Regions from separate parts of the Zea mays genome. Here all the other regions are linked to region 3. A link is a contact called in public Hi-C data. All regions are on one chromosome and are shown on one strand. Each heading gives the region's core, a stretch centred on a gene start, on an enhancer-like site or on the middle of the called end of the contact. The rest is flanking DNA. Distances are from core to core; before and after follow the strand shown. Region 1 holds the start of LOC109944860 (thiamine pyrophosphokinase 1). Region 2 holds the start of LOC100384472. Region 3 holds the start of LOC100381718.

Region 1 (3,202 bases), core at 548-3,047, 170 kb before region 3:
GCCTGGAGCAGGCGAGCAGCAATAGAACATGTCTCCTGTGACCAGCCACATAACCCTCCCACAATGTAAATGTATTTTCAACGAATAATTTAGGAGTACTGATTCTATGTTCTCAATCTACACAATCATTGACATATTGATGATTGAACTGAATATCAGACAAACAGAGGTTTTACAACGACTTGCATTTGAAATCAGAGGGAGCAGAGATCAAGGTCTGATATCCAGTTTATTATTGACAAAAGCAGCAGCCAAAGGAGAACTTGTAACATATTCATGTGGACCTAGTTGGGAAAACGTTGATAGTATTATACATGTGCACTCAAAACTGTCCTTGACAGTTGTTAAATGCAGGACGACTATATGGTTCACGTATGAGCCACCAAGCATTAGCCTGTCATTTTCAACCATGGATGCTAAATGCCAAAATATACAGTAGTTACCAATTTGGAATAATACTCCTTCACTTCTGGCCTTATTGAGTCCATGTCCCCTTTAATTACATCTGGCTTGTACCTGCAGGAAGATAAGATACATTAAATTAAAACTGCCCTGAATCCTTCCAAACTGTATACATCTCAATATCTCATGCCAACTAGTACGGCCATGGTAAATCAGCCAACCATCCTCCTCTGGTTGCACAAAATATTCCCCACATACACAATGTCTTCAGCTGATTAACACTAACTGGATTAACATTTTTTCGAATCTGAGAAGAAATGCATAGAGGTTTCTCAAATTTGTGGCAAACTACCAAGGGCAAAAGAGCGAGACACATATGTAGAGTCAGAAAACAAACATAATTTTAACACCACTAGATAATTTCACCGTGCTTTCCTTCCAAAAAACATCATTGAAGTGAAAGACCAAGATGGTTGTCTCGTACTCCTTATCAAAGAAAGGACGAGGGGGCATTCTATGGCAACATTTAGCAACTAGCCAACTACAGCACAATGGGGAGGGCGTCTTCAATTTTATCAATACCAGCTAAACCATGTGTTTACAAAGTGGCAAGGCAGATGCTGCACGTAATAAACATATTTGGGAATCAACACATCTGGAAGCCAGATTCGGCAAGGCACGCCTTGGCGCCATGCGAGCAGCTACGTCGCTCTCGCCGGCGCATCCGTGCACAAGCAGGTAACTACGGCAGTGTCACCGGTGCATTCCATCGAGCACATGACGAGCAGTTCATTGGACCAGACGTAGAGACGTACGAGCAAACGCAATGAATAGGCGAAGTCGGGATTCGCAATCACCTGGTGCGGACCTCGGCGGGGTCCTCGCCCGCGAGGAGTTCCGGCATGCCGTCGAAGACGCGGTTGGCGCCTCCGTCGGCGCACACGCGCAGGCGCGCTGGCCTCGAGGAAAAAAACAAGAGCAGACGGGTCAGACGGCGGGGACCGGCCAGGCAAAGCGGAAGGCGGTCAACAATGGCGAGAGGGGGAGAGGGGCATCACCGCGGGACCAGAGGAGCGGCGCGAAGCGGGGGAGGCGCTGGTTGAGGACGACGAGCGCGTAGGTGGTCGGGGCAGCGCCGCTGGGGTCGGACGGGGCGGTTGGGGCCGGGAGGAGATAGGCAGAGGAGTGGGTCATCGTCGGGAGCGGCATGACGCGGTCACCGGAGGAGCAGAGGAGTAGCGACCCAGCGGGGTTGGGCCGTTGGGGGGTACAGGGGAAAGGAGCTGCGCCCGTGGCCCGTGGGGCGTGTGGCTTTCGAAGCTCCCAGTCTCGCTCTCGAGTCTCGACTCCTGATTCGAGGGGAAAAGTGCACGCAGGCTCAAAAAGTCTCTCCTTTTCCTTCGAGAACGACGAACGTGGAACCAAAAGTCACTACGAAGGCGGGTTTCGTTTCGCTGGTATGACGTGGCTGGGTTACCAATCAATTTTTTGGCCTGTTTGGAACAATGCACCAAGCGCCATACCACGTCACACTTTAGACGTCGCAAGTGTGGTGCCCGATTTGGTAGCCGTCCGATTTGATAGCCGCACATTAGGCGTGGTGTGATGCGCTGTAGGCTGCCGTCCAAACTGACATTTATCTTCTCTTCTCCTACCACTACTAGTTTAACGTAGGGATAGCGATCGATCGAATTCGGAACAGATATTATAAATATCCGTCCACAATTATATCTATGTTTGCAACCAATATCTATCGGCAACCATACCCACGGGCAGAAATTTATATCTATACTTGTGCCCTTCGGATTTTGGACGGTTTTTGTATATCTGTCGGATATAACAGCCATAATCATTTTCAACAATTCAATAGCATAACTAATCAAATTTATTCTCAATTCACCATCGTACACAATTCAAAACTTAATAAAAGAACTATTATGGGTTTGTGGCCTATGACCAGACACTGGAACTTAAAAGGGGTAGTCGCCAATCAGCCGCCAGCTATGATGCGGCCTATGGGGCTTGGAAGGGGCACTGGGCACAACACATGAAGCCAACAAGGCTAGAAGGGGCGGCCAACAATGGGGAATTGAAAGCGTTAGACGTGAGGTTCATGGAGGTAAGGTTTGCTCTTTGTTGTGTAATATGGGCTAGACCAAAAAATAAACTATGGATCGATTTCGGATATACAACGGATAACCCACGGGTCGGAGATAATATCCTAATCCATGTTCGTCCAACTTCAGATCGGATATGAATTTGACCCACAGGTCAAAAAATATATCCTTACCCGGCTCCTTTGGATTGGATATTCAACAGATATCCGAAATCGTGGGTCAAATTGTCATCCCTAGTCTAATATTTGTGTGAACGTTACGGTTTTGAGGAGAGCGAGGAATCGACGGCGGGAAAGCGAGTGAGGAGGGGGCAGCAGCGTGTGGGGGGGGGAGGGAGGTAGGGGTTACTGTGCGTGTGAGAAATAAGGTAGGAAAGACAATCTAAATGAACGAGGGAGGAAAGATGATCCACATAACACTGTCTATTGGATTTGAGTGAGTAAAGGAGAAGAGGGTTATCTAGTGATTTAAATCGTTGGTTTTGAGGGTGTGTTATGTGGAGATGTAATTCATTAAGTGGATTTAGGGAAAGTAATAAGTGCATGGATAATTTAGTTAGGTGGGTTTTACAAAGTTAAAACTGATAGATTATATAGGGATATAGATATATAAAGCAATTTCATTGTCTTTGACTGACATGCGCGAAGTGACCGGGTAACGAGCCAGTAGTGTCCTTGTCATAT
Region 2 (3,433 bases), core at 418-2,917, 250 kb before region 3:
CTTCTAAAGAATCGACACGTTTCACGTTTGGTTAGTACATGTACAACTCTATTAATTTAAGATTTTCTAAGAGATTTTTAATAAGGTAAGTTAAAAAGATTAAAAGATAAACTTTTCACAAGAGGTTGTCTCTTCATAATTCTCTATATATTATTGTTTTACTATACTTATAATTTAGAGGTTATAGGTTGTATTATAAAGTCATTTAATTGTATTTTATACTTAGAAAAATCGATCGGGGTTACACGTGACCTTAAGGCTACAAAGGCCGGGCGGTATATTCCAGAGGCACGTCACGTCGAGAAGATTGAAGAGCGTTATGCCGTTCTCCAAACGCATCCTTCGTCACGAGTAGCAATGGTCAAGTCCATGGAGCATATCAACACGAAAGCGAGTTGAAACTACCAAGTTGCAAAAGAACACTCGGGCTCCGACATTTTCCCAACAGTAGCTGCTCACCGTATCGAAGATTGGAAGTCAATACTGATGGCAGCCACTTTTGGGGCCGTTACACACTGTTCCAAATGTCCCGTGGGGCCGTATGCATGCTTAGTCCATACGTATTGGCGACGGGAAATACACGCTTGCCTCGATCAGCCTCTCCTAGTTAACAAGTAGAGTTCAGAACCCGTGCTAGTCGGTAGACACTCGTGTAGGGCTTCTCCTTCTGTGACCATTATAGTTTCTATTTTAAACTTTTAACAGATATGTCTATATGATTCAAAAACAGTAGTCGTTACTGACTTTTTTTTTAAAAAAAAGGGATCAGGACATCCATTCATGGGCATATGGCTCAATATGGTTCATCATTGTCAAGGAGTATGGGGGAAAACTGGAACTGAAGGGCCAAGTCGCAGATTCGTATGGTGGAAAGTCTAGAGTACAGCGCTACACTTACCAGTGACAGCCACTGCGGATGAAGAAAAGTCACCACGCCCTCCCACCACGCACGTAGCCACCTTCCCGGCTTGTGTAAAGAAAATCACAAGCGTTTCACGGCTGCGGCGTTGAACGAAGACCTCGGCAAGTGAAGCGAACGACAGCAACAGCGTCTGGCCTCCGCCAACATGCATGCACTGAGATAGAATTCCGTTTGTTAGACGAGCATCCAGTCACATCCCAGAATACGTTTATATATACTTGGTCTTTGAAAAAAAGGAAGCAAGTGAAACAGGAATGAGAGCCAACTTAACAAGGGTGCTGTTTGGTTCACGAAATGTAACGTAAAGGGTAATGGTTTACGTTCGATTACGGGCGGTAACAAATTTGAATAGTCCGGTATCAATTTTTAGTATGGTATCTGATTACGGCTGGACTAAAACAAATATGATTTAACGTTATCACTTACCCATTACGTTACAAACATTTGAACCAAACGGCACCAAGATTCATTTGATCATATATACAATTATTACATCTAAGCACTAGAGTGGAGCACGTCTCGCGGGAGTGCATGCCGTAGCGCGCGTGCGCACAGGGCGGACGACGGGATCTCAGGCGGACGTTGAGGAGCGGCTGATGTTGGAGCCGTCAACACTCAACAAAAAGCACACGTTCATACCCTAGCTAGCATCACGAGAGAAACTGCCTATAAAATCCAAGCTATGTGAAACAGAAACAAGAGGTCGATCGGCCAGAGCAACTGAGCGTGAGAGACCCCCCATACCTTCTAGTCTAGCATGGCTGAACCTCACCACACAAGCAGCAACGGAGCTGCTCACGGTGATGCTGATGATGCGTCGGAGAAAATGCCGCCCAAGAGGCTACAGAGATATGATTCACTGCACATGGAGGCTGGAATGTTCCCTGCTGGTGGATCGACGCATGCAGCCAAGGTATATGTTAGTTCTCCGACTACTCTTATCCAATCAGATAATGATCCTCCTTTTGCCTTAGAGCCGTGTGTAACTGCACAGTAAAATTTTGAATCCTCATCAATTTATTTCAACAAAAGTTCAAAACTAATTAAATATATAATTCTCATACAAACGTACCGTGTTGCACGAAAGATTCTCGACCCTTGAACTCCAGGGTCCATGAAACCCCTGTTGCCTTCTTAGAACAAAGTCTAATGGGAGTATCCATATGTGGTTGAGTTTTTTTTTCTTCTTGTATGTGTTCTTTTTTTCATCTCGTAAAGTGTTTCTATGGTTCTGCTGAAATCTTAAGTAACTGCTGCACTGTCGTGTTCGTCCTTGCCTTACTGAAGAGACTAAGCATATCAGCTAGCTGCTTCATCATCTAAGGGTTGTGTGCCTAAAAGCATATTGTCTGCTTTCTTTCTTGCTTTCTTTTCGAGGCAAATGTAATCTGATTCAGAGTATGCACTTTGGTAATGAAGGTTGGCTGGGCGACCACACTGCACCTAGCATTCCAGAGCATAGGTGTGGTCTACGGAGACATGGGGACTTCTCCGCTCTATGTTTTCTCCAGCACCTTCACAAACGGGATCAACAACACAGATGACCTCCTCGGAGTCATGTCTCTCATTATCTACACTGTGATTCTCCTTCCGTTGATAAAATATTGTTTTATTGTCCTGCGAGCTAATGATAACGGTGATGGTAAGTAAGTATTGTTACATACATCTTCTCATCACAACTTCGACTCTTCTAGTATGGCTATATAACAAGTGTTTTTAAGAACTAGACATGGGATGAAGGTTGAAACAAGATGTTGTAAAGAATGTCAGAAATATATACAAATGAAAGTCGTTCACAACATTGGTTTAGACTGTCCCAACAGAATATAATAAATAAAAGATGTGTAAGTGTGTATAGATACTGTAGTATCTTTAAGAATATAGGTAAAAACATTAGGCTACGTCCGTGAGAATCGAACACCTAATTTGCTAAATTAAAATAAAAAGAAGCATCACAGGAAAACATTATTCGTTTTATGAGAGAAGCTAACATGTATTATCAATCTATAATATTGCAGGAGGAACGTTTGCACTTTATTCATTGATATCACGGTATGCTAGGGTTAGCTTGATACCTAATCAGCAGGCTGAAGATGCGATGGTATCTCACTACAAGTTAGAGTCTCCCACATATCCCATGAAGAGGGCTCATTGGATCAAGAAGAAGATGGAAAGCAGTCCAAAATTTAAGGTCTTGCTTTTTCTAGTGACAGTCCTGGCAACATCCATGGTGATTGGTGATGGTGTACTAACTCCATCTATGTCAGGTGAGTTCAGTCTCCTTCCTCATCTCTTGTAAAAAATGTTGTATACAGGGTATAGTTAAAATACACATGGATTATTAAAATAAATAAGGCAGTGTATCACTTTTATGCACTCTTTTGATGCACATGCTAAAAATCTACTCTCAGTTCAAATATGAAAGACGTAAAGATAAAAGTGCCACTTGCAATAATTAAGAGAGAGCTATTATCCTGCCATGCGATGCATATCCTCTGGCCACTAGAATAT
Region 3 (3,529 bases), core at 818-3,317:
AGCTACGACGAGTGGCCTGCACGTCCTCGGAGTCGCGAGCAACGTGGCCAGGATGAACGAGATCTGGACCTTGTGGCGCCGCTGCGCCTCCAGGTTGGCCAGCCTCTGTGTCTCTCTGTTGCCTCTCGTCGAAGCACCCACCCCAGTCGTCGGCGATGATGGATGGTGCTGCGCAATATTGCTCGCCGTCGTCGAAGCACCCGCCCAAGTTGTCGGCGATGACGGTGGGCAGCACACTGGCGAATGTGTCGAAGCGCCGGTCCCAGCGAGTGTTCAGCTCGTCGAACCGCCGGTTGAACTCGTGGAGGATGAGTTTGAAATCGAGAGGCATGGCGTTGGCGAATTGAAGTGGAGGATCGAATGCCTCTGATACCAATTGTTAGCGTTGCGGTACGCTACTGGAGAACGAGCAGATAGAGAGAGATCGAGAAGACAAAATAGAGACGGCGTGAGGTGGAAGAAAGAGAGCTGTAGCAGTCAAGTGTAATCTGTATTCTGTTCTTTGATGAGCTTTCCTCTGCTATCAGGCAACACATAAGTACACGGACGCACGCGCTCCCTACCGCACACATCGTGTCCTGGGCTCGCGCACGCAGGCGTACTTGTCACACACATTACACCCATTTGGGCCCAGCAGACGAGCATTGGGTCAGCGCACACACCCAGCCCGGGTCCCTAACACATCGGTCGTATGATTGCTAGCCGGTGTGTCGTTCAAGGCGTGCTGCTGTCGTTGTCCAACACAGTGTGCTGGGAACGAAGGTTACCTCCAACAAATGCGAACGCAACTGGGGATGTGAACGAATGGGAGCCGGAAGGAACAGAGACGATAGGATTCCAGCACCGCCAAGGAATGATCGGGCCGGCTGCTACAGACCTGAAACTTCATGCGCCAAAAAAGGGACGGTATCCGTTGATTTGTTGAGTTTTGACCCGTCTTCATAAAAAATTGGAGTCTATCTATCTTCTTTACAAACGCCAAGACTAGTTTAAAAACACTATTGTTCCAAGAGATTTCTATTTCCCAAAGAAAAATAAACTATTTTTTTGAAAAAATAAAAATCTCTTGGCAAGACTCTAAATTTAGCTAGGATTTATATCTAAACTGTTGGGGTTGCTCTTACTCACTCAAATCCAGCGAACAATATTATTTAGATCATCCTTCACCCTCCCCACAACATCGTCGCCCCAACCTTCCTCCTCCCACTCACTTGGGTCGTTGCTATCGACCCCCTTCTCTCTTGCTCACAATATCATAACATTAACACAGTCTACTCCTTCCGTTCCAGAAAGAATATCGGTTTAACTTTTTGTCAAATTTGACTGGCTCATCTTATTAAAAAATTATAACTATTATTTATTTTCATTCCGATTTAGTTTATCATACAATTTACTTTAACCAGCAACTGTTTTTAATGTTTTTTCAAATATTTTGGTAATATAAGCCGGTTAAATTTGGCGTCAAAATGGTCAAACAACTTTTTTTTATGGATAGGAGTAGTAACTAGGCCTTGTTTGGGTCGTACTGACTTATTGTTTAGCAGTGGCTAATAATTAATCAGAAAATAAATAATTAACTAGCAAATATTAGTCAGGGTATATTTGAAGACTTGACTATTTATATGATTTATTAATATCTATTAGTAAGGTCAAATAGCTAATGGACAAATAATTTATCAGTTCTTCGGCTAACAATTAGCTACTTTTTTAGCTGACCTATTTAAATGTTAAGGTACTAAAATTAGCTGGTAAACTGTTTGACACAATGATAAAAAAAAGCCCTTAGGTTTAGTTTGGGAACCACGTTATTCCAAGGGATTTTCATTTTCACAAGGGAAATTAGTTTATTTTCCCTTGGGAAAATAAGAATCTCTTGGGAAAATTGAGCTTCCAAACTAGCCCTTAAAACATGTTCTTCCGCCAAATGTTCCTCCGTCAAATCAAATCAGGTCTGGAGGAGATGTCGCTTGCTGGGCATTGGCTAACCGTACTAACCGTAGATCGCAGTACATTTCCTGAATCCGAGCGATCGCTGCTTTTCTCGTTTCTACTTTCTTCTACCTCCCGATTCGCTGGCCTCTCCCGACCCTGCCCCGCCTCATCACTCCCCATCCCACCGACACACGGCGTGTCAGGTGTCACGCGCCTCCGCTAAAACCCTAGCCCCACCCAGGCCTGATGGCTGCTCCGCGGCAGCCGCACCCACCGGCAGCGGAGGAGGGAGCCGCGCCGGCGGGTCCCCTGCCCGCCGCCGCGCCAGGTCCGCGTCCGTACGACGTGACGGTCGCGGCAACGGAGCTCCGGCCGGTGGACTGCAATCTCGCCGCGCTCTGTGACCACGTTCAGGCGGAGGGCTTCGGCTCCGGGGCCTTCTCCGACCTCGTCGTGGAGGCCATGGGCGCCACCTACCGCCTCCATCGCCTCATCCTCTCCCGCAGCGCCTACTTCAGGTGAGCAGAGCCTTGGCGCGCTCGCCGCCTTCGCGGATTGAAGTGCCTGTTTGGCTGTTTCGATCTGGGTCGTCTGCAGCTGCTCAAAGTACTTAATTGAATTTCTGTGTGGACATTTTTGTCTTGGTTGGGACGTCTCCACCCCTTTCCTGTAAAATTTCCATGTGCTTTGATTCCTAACGTTCAATCTAAGAATATGACCTTATCAAGTGATTAGGATTCTGTTTTTCCCCCCAGAAAGTAACAGCCTGCAAATAGCATGCCGATTGAAATCTTACACTCTTAACCGAACATGTTAGATTTTCATTTACTCTGTATATATCATATTGCATCCTTCAATGTTCAGTTTGCCTTATGATTTCCAGATTTCCATTTATGCCAAGAATCGCTATTGAAGCTAAAATTGATTTAATAAAAGTCAGGCACTATTTTTTTCTGTTGAGATTTCAAGTTCAGAACTTTTGGATGGAAGTATAGGCATCAACCAATAGTGTGGCTCATGAAAAATGAAATCATAGTTTTTCTCCCTTCCCTTTAGCGTCGTGCACACATATTTCCCTTATTACATTACTTCCCTACTGGCACATCCCCACATAGAATGTTCATGTAAATTAAAACAAGTAAAATGCTTAACAACTTCTGTATGGTAATTTCTTGAAGGAATATGCTACATGGTCCTTGGAGAGAGTCGGGAGCACCCACAGTGGTTTTGCACATAGATGATGCCAATGTCGATTCAGATGCAATTGCAATTGCGCTCGCATATCTTTATGGGCAACCCCCCAAGCTTACTGATAGCAATGCATTCCGAGTGCTTGCAGCTGCATCATTTCTGGATCTTCAGGTCTATCCCATTTCAATGATTTATTTTATAATTTCCTTTGTGCTTCATTGTTCTGTGTTATTTTTTCTCACATATGATGTGGTCAACTGTAGGACTTATGTACAATATGTACAGATTTTATCATTTCCGAGCTCTGGACATCAAACTTTTTACAATACCAGGTAGGTTCATCACTATTATATAGATTATTGTTGGGTCAGATCAGAACTCTTGAGCAATAAAATATTCACTTTCT

What was found. Hi-C and Micro-C count contacts between places; a contact is called where the count stands out from the background.
Region 1: a Hi-C map of tassel shows a contact between it and region 3, with 4 times the contacts expected there. The contact joins the promoter of LOC109944860 here to the promoter of LOC100381718 in region 3. A contact is called at or near these places in 4 of 25 Hi-C or Micro-C datasets (bundle sheath, ear, leaf and 1 more).
Region 2: a contact with region 3 is called in a Hi-C map of ear, with 2.8 times the contacts expected there. The contact joins the promoter of LOC100384472 here to the promoter of LOC100381718 in region 3. A contact is called at or near these places in 5 of 25 Hi-C or Micro-C datasets (bundle sheath, ear, leaf and 1 more).

The regions. Positions count from the first base shown.
Region 1 is chr3:157,998,316-158,001,517 of Zm-B73-REFERENCE-NAM-5.0, reverse strand. LOC109944860 (thiamine pyrophosphokinase 1) reads right to left here and starts at 1,797. Exons shown (of 6, transcript XM_020550377.3): 1 at 1,461-1,797; 2 at 1,260-1,356; 3 at 444-516. The coding sequence starts at 1,611.
Region 2 is chr3:158,075,317-158,078,749 of Zm-B73-REFERENCE-NAM-5.0, reverse strand. LOC100384472 reads left to right here and starts at 1,667. Exons shown (of 9, transcript NM_001322107.1): 1 at 1,667-1,835; 2 at 2,342-2,564; 3 at 2,941-3,189. The coding sequence starts at 1,680. LOC103650810 reads right to left here. Exons shown (of 4, transcript XM_008676379.4): 2 at 899-1,076.
Region 3 is chr3:157,827,564-157,831,092 of Zm-B73-REFERENCE-NAM-5.0, reverse strand. It overlaps LOC100381718, which reads left to right and starts at 2,067. Exons shown (of 13, transcript NM_001361528.1): 1 at 2,067-2,450; 2 at 3,111-3,294; 3 at 3,387-3,455. The coding sequence starts at 2,179.